Linked DNA regions of Mus musculus: regions 1 and 2 are each linked to region 3. The links are chromatin contacts, called in public HiChIP or PLAC-seq maps. All regions are on one chromosome and are shown on one strand. Each heading gives the region's core, a stretch centred on a gene start, on an enhancer-like site or on the middle of the called end of the contact. The rest is flanking DNA. Distances are from core to core; before and after follow the strand shown.

Evidence for each region. HiChIP or PLAC-seq counts read pairs in DNA pulled down with a chosen protein or histone mark.
Region 1: a contact with region 3 is called in an H3K27ac HiChIP or PLAC-seq map of embryonic stem cells, with 7 times the contacts expected there. The contact joins two enhancer-like sites. A contact is called at or near these places in 1 of 39 promoter capture datasets (neural stem cells), 5 of 484 Hi-C or Micro-C datasets (bone marrow-derived macrophages, cortical neurons, embryonic stem cells and 1 more) and 6 of 115 datasets of contacts at active chromatin or transcription factors (embryonic stem cells and stem cell-derived neural progenitor cells).
Region 2: a contact with region 3 is called in an H3K27ac HiChIP or PLAC-seq map of embryonic stem cells, with 2.7 times the contacts expected there. The contact joins the promoter of Ifitm7 here to the enhancer-like site in region 3. A contact is called at or near these places in 2 of 39 promoter capture datasets (hippocampal neurons and macrophages), 3 of 484 Hi-C or Micro-C datasets (CD8 T cells, Sertoli cells and forebrain), 5 of 115 datasets of contacts at active chromatin or transcription factors (all in embryonic stem cells) and 2 of 9 other capture datasets (adipose tissue and pancreatic islet).

What each region holds. Positions count from the first base shown.
Region 1 is chr16:13,866,701-13,869,400 of GRCm38.p6, forward strand. All of the region lies in intron 8 of Pdxdc1 (pyridoxal-dependent decarboxylase domain containing 1), which reads right to left. It also overlaps the pseudogene Gm19150. Among named protein-coding and RNA genes, the nearest start is that of Pdxdc1, 35 kb to the right of the region's middle. Within about 2 kb of position 1,296, at least 98 of the 459 cell types and tissues checked have an H3K27ac peak or open chromatin away from gene starts, as enhancers often do. A contact at or near this core is called in bone marrow-derived macrophages and embryonic stem cells, where this site is marked.
Region 2 is chr16:13,985,403-13,988,181 of GRCm38.p6, forward strand. It overlaps Ifitm7 (interferon induced transmembrane protein 7), which reads right to left and starts at 1,465. Exons shown (of 3, transcript NM_001270718.1): 1 at 1,228-1,465. Bmerb1 (bMERB domain containing 1) reads left to right here and starts at 1,235. Exons shown (of 6, transcript NM_144518.3): 1 at 1,235-1,491. The coding sequence starts at 1,389.
Region 3 is chr16:14,122,009-14,124,869 of GRCm38.p6, forward strand. The region is part of intron 21 of Marf1 (meiosis regulator and mRNA stability 1); the gene reads right to left. Among named protein-coding and RNA genes, the nearest start is that of Marf1, 36 kb to the right of the region's middle. Within about 2 kb of position 1,508, at least 26 of the 459 cell types and tissues checked have an H3K27ac peak or open chromatin away from gene starts, as enhancers often do. A contact at or near this core is called in adipose tissue, bone marrow-derived macrophages and embryonic stem cells, where this site is marked.

The DNA of each region.
Region 1 (2,700 bases), core at 46-2,545, 260 kb before region 3:
GAAGGGAAGTAGCAGCTGAATGTGCTAAGTAGATTTCTATAAACACAGTTTCAGGAGGAGCTGTGCTGAGCTTTTCCCTAAAAAAACCCAGCTCACTCTTTCACATCAAATCACTGTGGCCGAGAGGAATCGGTCATAGTACATTGACTGTGACATAATTCTGGCTGTGAACAATTCTTGGAAATAGGAAGCTGAAGTGCTTTGTCAAAGGCGACTGCCCATACAAAACCAGCCAAATCTGCAGTTTACAAAGGAGAATACAACGCTCTTAAACTTAAGTTTTGGAGATTCATTCCTTCCTTCCTTCCTTCCTTCCTTCCTTCCTTCCTTCCTTCCTTCCTTCCTTCCTTTCTTGTTTTCGAGACAGGGTTTCTCTATATAGCCCTGGCTGTCCTGGAACTCACTCTGTAGACCAGGCTGGCCTCGAACTCAGAAATCCACCTGCCTCTGCCTCCCGAGTGATATATTTCTTTAAATACTAAGAATTTTTCATTAATTTCCAACAAAGATTTGGTGCCTATTTGATACTGCAAGAAAAAATAATTAGGGCAGAAAATATACCAAACAACTAGTTGATCTGTCAAAATAAAGCACAGAATGTTAAGTGGACAAAAGTGAAAATGTTAAAAATGTTATAAAAGTGAAAACCAAAGTAATGGGGTACAATGAAGGCTTTTAAAAAAATTACACATGTCTTTGGCATCTTAAAATATTTTTGTTATTTTGTTATTTATTTTAAAAGACTTGAAAGCAGATGAAATACATGCAAATTATTTGAAATCCCTGCATAGCAAATACAGAGTTTGCCAGCAGCAGTCAGATGTGTTAGAAGAAAAGTGAAAGAGCCTCTCCTGTGGCAGAGCCCCACACGATGGGGGAGGGGCTCAACCCTCTACCGTGTACTGGATGGCACCCCAGAGGGCTGTGCAGCAGTCACAAACAAGGCATTGTTATCTGGGAGGGAAGGGACCGAGGAATTTCCATTGGTCGAAAACATCCCATCTTTAGTTTTTCCAGATACTCTGCGTGGACTGAACCTTGATTGCATCTTTTACTTTGAACCACTCTCTCTTTCTTCCTATATTCCCAGTCTTCCATTATTTCAGTAACTGTCAGAACATAAACATATGTTCTGTGCTTCTGGTCTTGAATCTGCTCAAATATTCCTAGGAGTCTGCCTAATTTTCCTTTGACTCCAACCTTTTCATACACTTCACTCAAAGCAGCAGTGCCAGGCTCCTCCTCTGGCACCATCCCTCCTCTGGGGACAATCCACTGGACTGCTACTCAACAACTGCACCTCATCCTCCTACCCACTGCGGAAGCACAGGCAGGCCGCCCGCTTCTTGAAGCCCTCGCGGTCCTATGTCCGCGTCTGGTTGTTCTAGAATTTCATCATGGAGCTGGGCTCCTGCAGCCTCTGCTCTGGCCGCCACCGTGGAGACCTGGCCGCCGCCACCCCGCCGGGTGGTCGCCGAAGGAAGTCGTGGTGCTTGAGCGCCGGTAGGACGGCCGGCGACATGGCCGGCGAGGCCGGGCGTCCACCGAGACCCAGGGTGGAACGCGGGTCACAGCAGTCGGGGGGCAGCGGTGGAAGCGCCGCCTCTGTCCCGGCGCCCGCCGCTCTCCTTGGAGCCCGCTGCCGCTCGCAGGGGGAAGAGCATGGCTCGAGGGTCGTGCCACAAGGAGACAGTTGGAAGCAGCAGTGCAGACCTGGCAGAGACGCCCTCTTTCTTTCTTTTTTGGTTTTGTTTTAAGATAAGCCATTGCAGTGTAGTCTTGGCTGGCCTAGAACTCATTATGCAGAGACTATGACAGGGCTTGTTTAGGGAGAAATGACTTACTGACATCAAGTCTCTAACATGTATGCTCTAGTACATTTGGGCCTTTTTTTTTTTTTTTTTTTTTTTGGTTTTTTGAGACAGGGTTTCTCTGTGTATCCCTGGCTGTCCTAGAACTCACTCTGTAGACCAGGCTGGCCTTGAACTCAGAAATCCGCCTGCCTTTGCCTCCCAAGTGCTGGGATTAAAGGCGTGCGCCACCTTTCAGGAATACACTGTACTTTTCAGTGCATAGATATTATACATATTTTTATTAAATTTATTCACTAAGTATTTTAAATTTATTAGCCTGTGTATAATAAGCGTGTGAGATGTGTGTGTGCCCACATGCCATGGCACCAATGTGGAAGTCAGAGGATAACTCATGGAGCGGATTCTTTCTTTTCACCCTCATGAGTTTGGGAAATTGAACTCTGGTTGTCAGATATATATCATCAGGCAATAAGCACCTTTACCTGCTAAGTCACCTTGCCCCATTTTCATGATTTGGTTTGGTATTTTGAGGTAAGGTTTCTCTATGTTGCCTTGACTGTTCTGGAACTAGCCCTGTAGACCAGGGGCTCTTGAACTCACAGAGATCTGCCTGTCTCTGCCTTCCAAGTGCTGAGATTAAAGGGATGCAATACCACTGCCTAGACTAGTTTCATCCTTTTTGATGCTATCATAAAAGACATTGTAAATTCAACGTTATTTATTGCATTTATTTTGTATGTACACGTGGGCATACATACAAGAGTGCAACCGGATGGACAACTTTCAGGGTTCTGTTCCCTCTTTACCATGAGATGGAACTCAGCCCATTCAATTTAGTGGCAAGCATCTTTATCTTCTCAGCTATCTATCTTGTTGGCCTTAAATT
Region 2 (2,779 bases), core at 215-2,714, 140 kb before region 3:
AACCTAGGCTGCTATACAAACACCCTACATATCCAAGGATGAATTTGAATTTCAGATCCTCTTGCCTCTTCTTGTGTGCTAGAATCACATGCCTGGTTCATGTAGTTCTAGGGATAGGACCCAAAGGCTTTGTGCATATTATGCAAGTATTCTGCCAACTGAGCTGCATTCTCATCCCTTAACTTTATATTAAAACCAAAAAGTGTGCATGTGTAAGCCAGAAGTTGGTATAAGGTGTCTTGGGGCAAGCAAGCCCTGGGGTTCCTCCTGCCTTCACTCCTAGCATTGGGACTAGAGCTGTATCTGCTCTTTTTTTGTTTGTTTGTTTTTTGGGTTTTTTTTTGTTGTTGTTGTTTTTGGTTTTTCGAGACAGGGTTTCTCTGTATAGCCCTGGCTGTCCTGGAGCTCACTTTGTAGACCAGGCTGGCCTCGAACTCAGAAATCCGCCTGCCTCTGCCTCCTGAGTGCTGGGATTAAAGGCGCATGCCACCACGCCCGGCTGTATCTGCTCTTTTAATGCCTGCTCTGTCCTGTAGATCAGACTTGGACCCTCATGCTTAGGCTGTGAATGTTATACCAATTGAGCTCTGTTGCCAGTCCTGACACTGGTTTTTTTTTTTTTTTTTTTTTTTTATTGCTGTTATGTTTGGTCACAATTATTTTCCAGGTTTGTAAAGATCAGTGTTCTGAACAGCTTTGTTGGCCTTATATACAAAATATTTGCTTCTCTTGTTCCTTTCCATACAAATGCACAGGATTGACACAGGTGTACATACACACACACACACACACACACACACACACACACACACACACACACACACACGTAGCTGCTGTCCCCCTTTTATATTCAAAACATGCACATAACTGCAAACAACAGAATCTGAAAGCAGCGGTCCATACTTGGGCTTGTCTACAAAGAAGGATCATCACATCTACAGATACTGTTCTGGCTCACCAATCACGCTTGAAACCTACCAGCCCTCTAACAGATCCCCAGTCACCCACAATGCTAGATCCATCCACAGAAAGCCTATCTACTGGTTTCAGTGTGGGCAGGTGCCTTATTCTTGTTTCATTTGGGGGTGATTTTATTTTAGTTGTTTTTGTTTTTGTTGTTCTAGAGAGTTTATCATCTGTCCCTCTTTCTCCCTACCCAGCCCCCAAACCTCCCCCCTCCAGCTTCCATTGCGCATGTGTTATGCATCCCTCCCCCATCCTGGGTACCAGTTGGGAGCTTTCAGGTGCTGGAGATTGAAGAGATGGAGCAGCTTCCTCAGCAACGCCGGGCCCATTAAAACACTGCCGATCTGAGCTGCCTTCCTCCCCGCAGCCTTCAGCAGGGATGGAGTGAACCAGACCCCTGGACCTGCCCGCGGGGAACAGCAATGGAGTTAAAGCAATCTCTGTCTGTTCATCTGGAAGCCGAGAAGCCTCTCAGGCGTTATGGGGCGGTGGAGGAGACAGCATGGAAAGCGGAGGGACTGGGAAGTGAGTGTTCGGGCAGGGAACGGGTGGGGACAGTTGGGGACTCGCGTGCTGAACTGGGGCCCCCTAGAGCAGACCGGAACGCAGGCTGGCAGACGGGAAGCGCCCCCGCAGCTGGGCTTCCAGTGTTGCACAACAGCAGTTTGTAGGTTCTCCCTACAAACAAAAGAGGGGACCCTCCAGGGCTGGGCTGTACTGGGAGGCTCCTCTGGAAATCGCGAGGCAGCTAAGCTAGGAGTCCAGCTGTACTGGACTAAGGAGTCCGAGATCCGGCAGCCGGAGGCAGCTTTTGCGAAGGACCGTCTTTCCTGCATCCCAGGAGGAGGAACGCTAGAGTGTTAGGATGCTTGAGGGCGCAGGAGCCAAGGGCAGCTTTGAAAGCCCCACATACAGAAATGGGGGAGTGTCTGTGTGCTCTTTCAGCCTTGAGGTTCAGAGCATAGCTGAAATTCCAGCATTGTCCCACCTCCTCTTGGGTCAGAGGAGAGATGAAAGAGCAGGCAAAGGGCAAGGTTAGCGCTGTGCAACCCCCCTCCCCCACTCTGTTAGCTCTTGACTCAATGATACGATTTGGTTTGGTTCAGCTCTTGAAAGCGGTTTTGAAGCAGACCTCTGTACTTACTGGCTCTCTCTTTGGTGTTTTGGTATCAACAAACATCTGTAAATGAATCCAAGACTTTTGCTTTCAATTTGTTGGACACAATACTTGAAACTCTGCAAACAGTGGAGGCTATCTGGAAAGTCTAAGGTCATTGATGTCCCTGACTCTAGGAGCTTCCAAATGTCCTCCACTCTGCCTCCTGTTCTGGTATGGCTTGCCCAGCAGACCTGGTATAGCCTGCAGCCCTCTTGCCTTCTAAGGAACCCTAAAGCTACCTGCTCTGACTGGGTCTCTAGGCTTAGTGCTCTTCCCCAGCAGCAGCCATTGAGCTACATGTACTTAAAGCATTGTCAATCAGCTCCTTTTCTACCTCACTTGGGAGAAAGTGTGAATGTGTGAATGTGTGTGAATGTGTGTGTGTGTGTGTGTGTGTGTGTGCACACTCGCGCACATGCCTTTGTGATTGTTTTCTCCATTCTTGTAACTATGGACTCAAGCTATATTGTGTTTCTATTTCAAGTTCAAATGTCTTCGTTCCTGCTATAATGGGTGTTCTGATGCTTCCAACCTCTTTCTTTCTTACATTTTCTTTCTCCTTTTAGACCTAGGTCCTTTCTCCTGCTTCATCCTTCCTAAATCCTTTAGCTTTGGCACTTTGAGGTAACCTAGAGGTTGCAGGTCTGTGGTTTA
Region 3 (2,861 bases), core at 258-2,757:
AGTCACTGATACTACTGCTGAAGTACCTTCCTTGCTCTTTACAGTCAGTGGGAACATGAATCAGGGGCTTCCATAAGGTTTCTGGCATAGACCACAAACACAGACCCTAGCTTCAGTAGGACCATGAACCCAGAAAGGCCTTCAGAGGCAGTCCAAACCACAGACATCAACAAGACCTCAGGCTGCAGCATAGACAATGGACATCAGCATGGCTATGGCCTTTGGTAGTAACATGGGCCATAGATATCAACACAGACCCTGGCTGCAGTAGGGTACACCACGTCCAATTTATGCAGCACAGGGATGAAGCAATTGAGCGCTTAGTGTATGGTGAGGAAGCACTCAACCAAGGGAGCCACATCCTTCCCTAGTCCTGGCTTACAACCTTCCTATTTACCTAAGCCCACCCATACTGACATCTTGGCCAGTGGACACTGGGGAGACCTGGACCTGTCATACATATCATGGTTTTCAATCCCTCAACTTCTAATTGATTCCACTGCAGACACTTCTCCAGAGAGATCCATTCCAGGCTCTGTCTTTACCTACTTCTAAATTCTTCATTCATACACATCATAGGGTGTCTGGGGTAAACATGGAATGGAAGACAGAAGCAATTCATTGCTCAGCCCTTCTATTAGTAAGAAAAGGGCTAGAGAGATGGCTCATTGGTTAAGAATACTGGCTACTCTTCCAGAGGACCAGGGTTCAATTCCCAGCTTGGCAGATCACACCATTTTTAACTCCAGTCCCAGAGGATCCAATGCCCTCTTCTGGCTTTCATAGGCACTGCATACATGTGGTGCACAGACATACATGCAAGCAAAATACCCATATAAATAAAAATAAACAAATAAATATTCTTTGAAAACAGCTGATTCTGTTGGGCAGGACAAAGGCCTAGCTAACTGAGAGGTGGGTTTATCATAAGACAATGTCCTTTTCCTTTCCAGAATTTCCAACCCCCACCCACAAGCCAACATGAAGCCTGGCTGGGCCCGCGCATCTTTCAGAATCCTGATTTGGAAGGCCTAACTTTCCTTTTTCTTCTCTTCTGTCTTTTCTTTCAGATATGGCCAGAGCCTAAGCATATGTTCCCTGGTACTTTGGGCTTCCTTACATTTTCTGTAAAACTCCCTTCCCTGCCATGTGGCTGACCTCTGTGCTAGCTTCTCAAATGGCATGTCTTACCCCCACCCCCCTTTTCTCCATTCGATTCTCTTCAAGACACTGCAAGATTTACAGACTGCCAGTCTGGGGATTTTTTTCTTTAAAACTCTAATAAGCAACCTCCAGCTTCCACTTTGAGTCTATTCTTATTTTTGCCCATGAAACTGAGAATGCCAAAAAGAAACTCAAACTTCCCATTTCTCACATATCAATGCTGGCTCTGCCAGGACTCCTCAGGATTTCTGTTAACACTCCTTGCCTGCCTTTTAATTACATAAGAAAGGAGAGGATGGATCTGTTCCTGCCCCCTAGACAGAGCTACTGTCTTCAATTCCCCATCTTCTTTCAAGTCTCACATGATCCTTTCCTCCTGCTTCTGTTTCTCCCTAGCCTCAGTAGTGAGGACTGAATGCAGGGCTTTGCAAGCTGGGCAAACTTTCTACCACTGAGCTATAACTCTAGTCTTTTTATTTTTATTTTTAATTTTTTTAAGTTGGAGATAGGGTTTTGTTAAGTTGCTTAGGCTGGCCTTAAATTTCAAGTCTTCCTGCTTCAGCCTCCTTAGGTCCTGGGATTATAAGCCAGGCTTTTGTTACTCAGCTTTCTGTCTATCTTAGCACTAAGGGCCACAGGTTCACTGATATTGCTGTCAATAGTCTAAGTTCTTTTGCCCCTTACGTCCTTTCCATTGTGGCCATCTGGCCAGCTCCCACCATGTGCCCAGACATCAGCTTCTGAATCTACAGCACACTCATGGCACTCTATGGCACACTCATCCCTCCCATTCATCCCTGGCAAGCATCAGCTCCCCACGTGCACAGTGCTCTTCCACACCCGACTCCACAAGTCACACCTTCTCTGAGCTCTTCTAGCTTAAGCTCTGAGCCCTCTTTTCTTTAAACAGTTGCCTTAACTTGTGGAGGGTGTATCTTTTACTGTCTATTGTAATGCTAAGTGAGGGGCCACAAGACCTGGAGTCTGTACCATAGCCCCTGTGACAAGGTCCCCAGTTAATTGTGATTGGTAAATAAAGATGTCAATAGCTGGGCAGAACAGATATAGGTAGGGTTTAGGTTTCATGGGCTTGGAGAGAGAGGGCCAGGAGGAGGGAGAAGAAAGAGCAGTCATAGAATAGAAGAAGGATACGCAGGAGGGAGAAAGAGAGCTGCCATGTGTTATGGATGGACCTGGTGCTATTCTTGTGAACCAATCCCCTAGTGAAAAAAGGAGCTAATCACCGGGTGAGTAAGAGGGACTTACGGGTTGGACGGAGGAAGAGAGGAAGCAAGAGAGAGGTCTTTTAGGATGGGGATAGGGTGAGGACAAGATGTAGCTATGAGAGTCTCCCAGTTTCAATGGCAGATCTGTCAGGATTAGCCACCAAAGGATTTAGATTTAATAAGGCCTACAAGATTAGGATTTTACTGTCGTTTCTGAACTGAACTAAGTTTGTGTTGTGTTTTCCTTCACACAGAGGCTCAACTGGGTTCAAGAGAGAAAGGTACAGCAAAGCCTGAGTTTGCCTGAGGTGCCTCACAAAGGCCATGGGGGATTTGGAGCATGGGGCTGGTGTGGTAGAGACTCACCAGTGGGAACTTAGTGGGCTGGCTGGAGACATTCTGGAACTGAGTCAGAGTCTCCAAGAGATACAAACAGGTCTGTCACTGCCCGCCAGCGCATGGCCAGCGAGG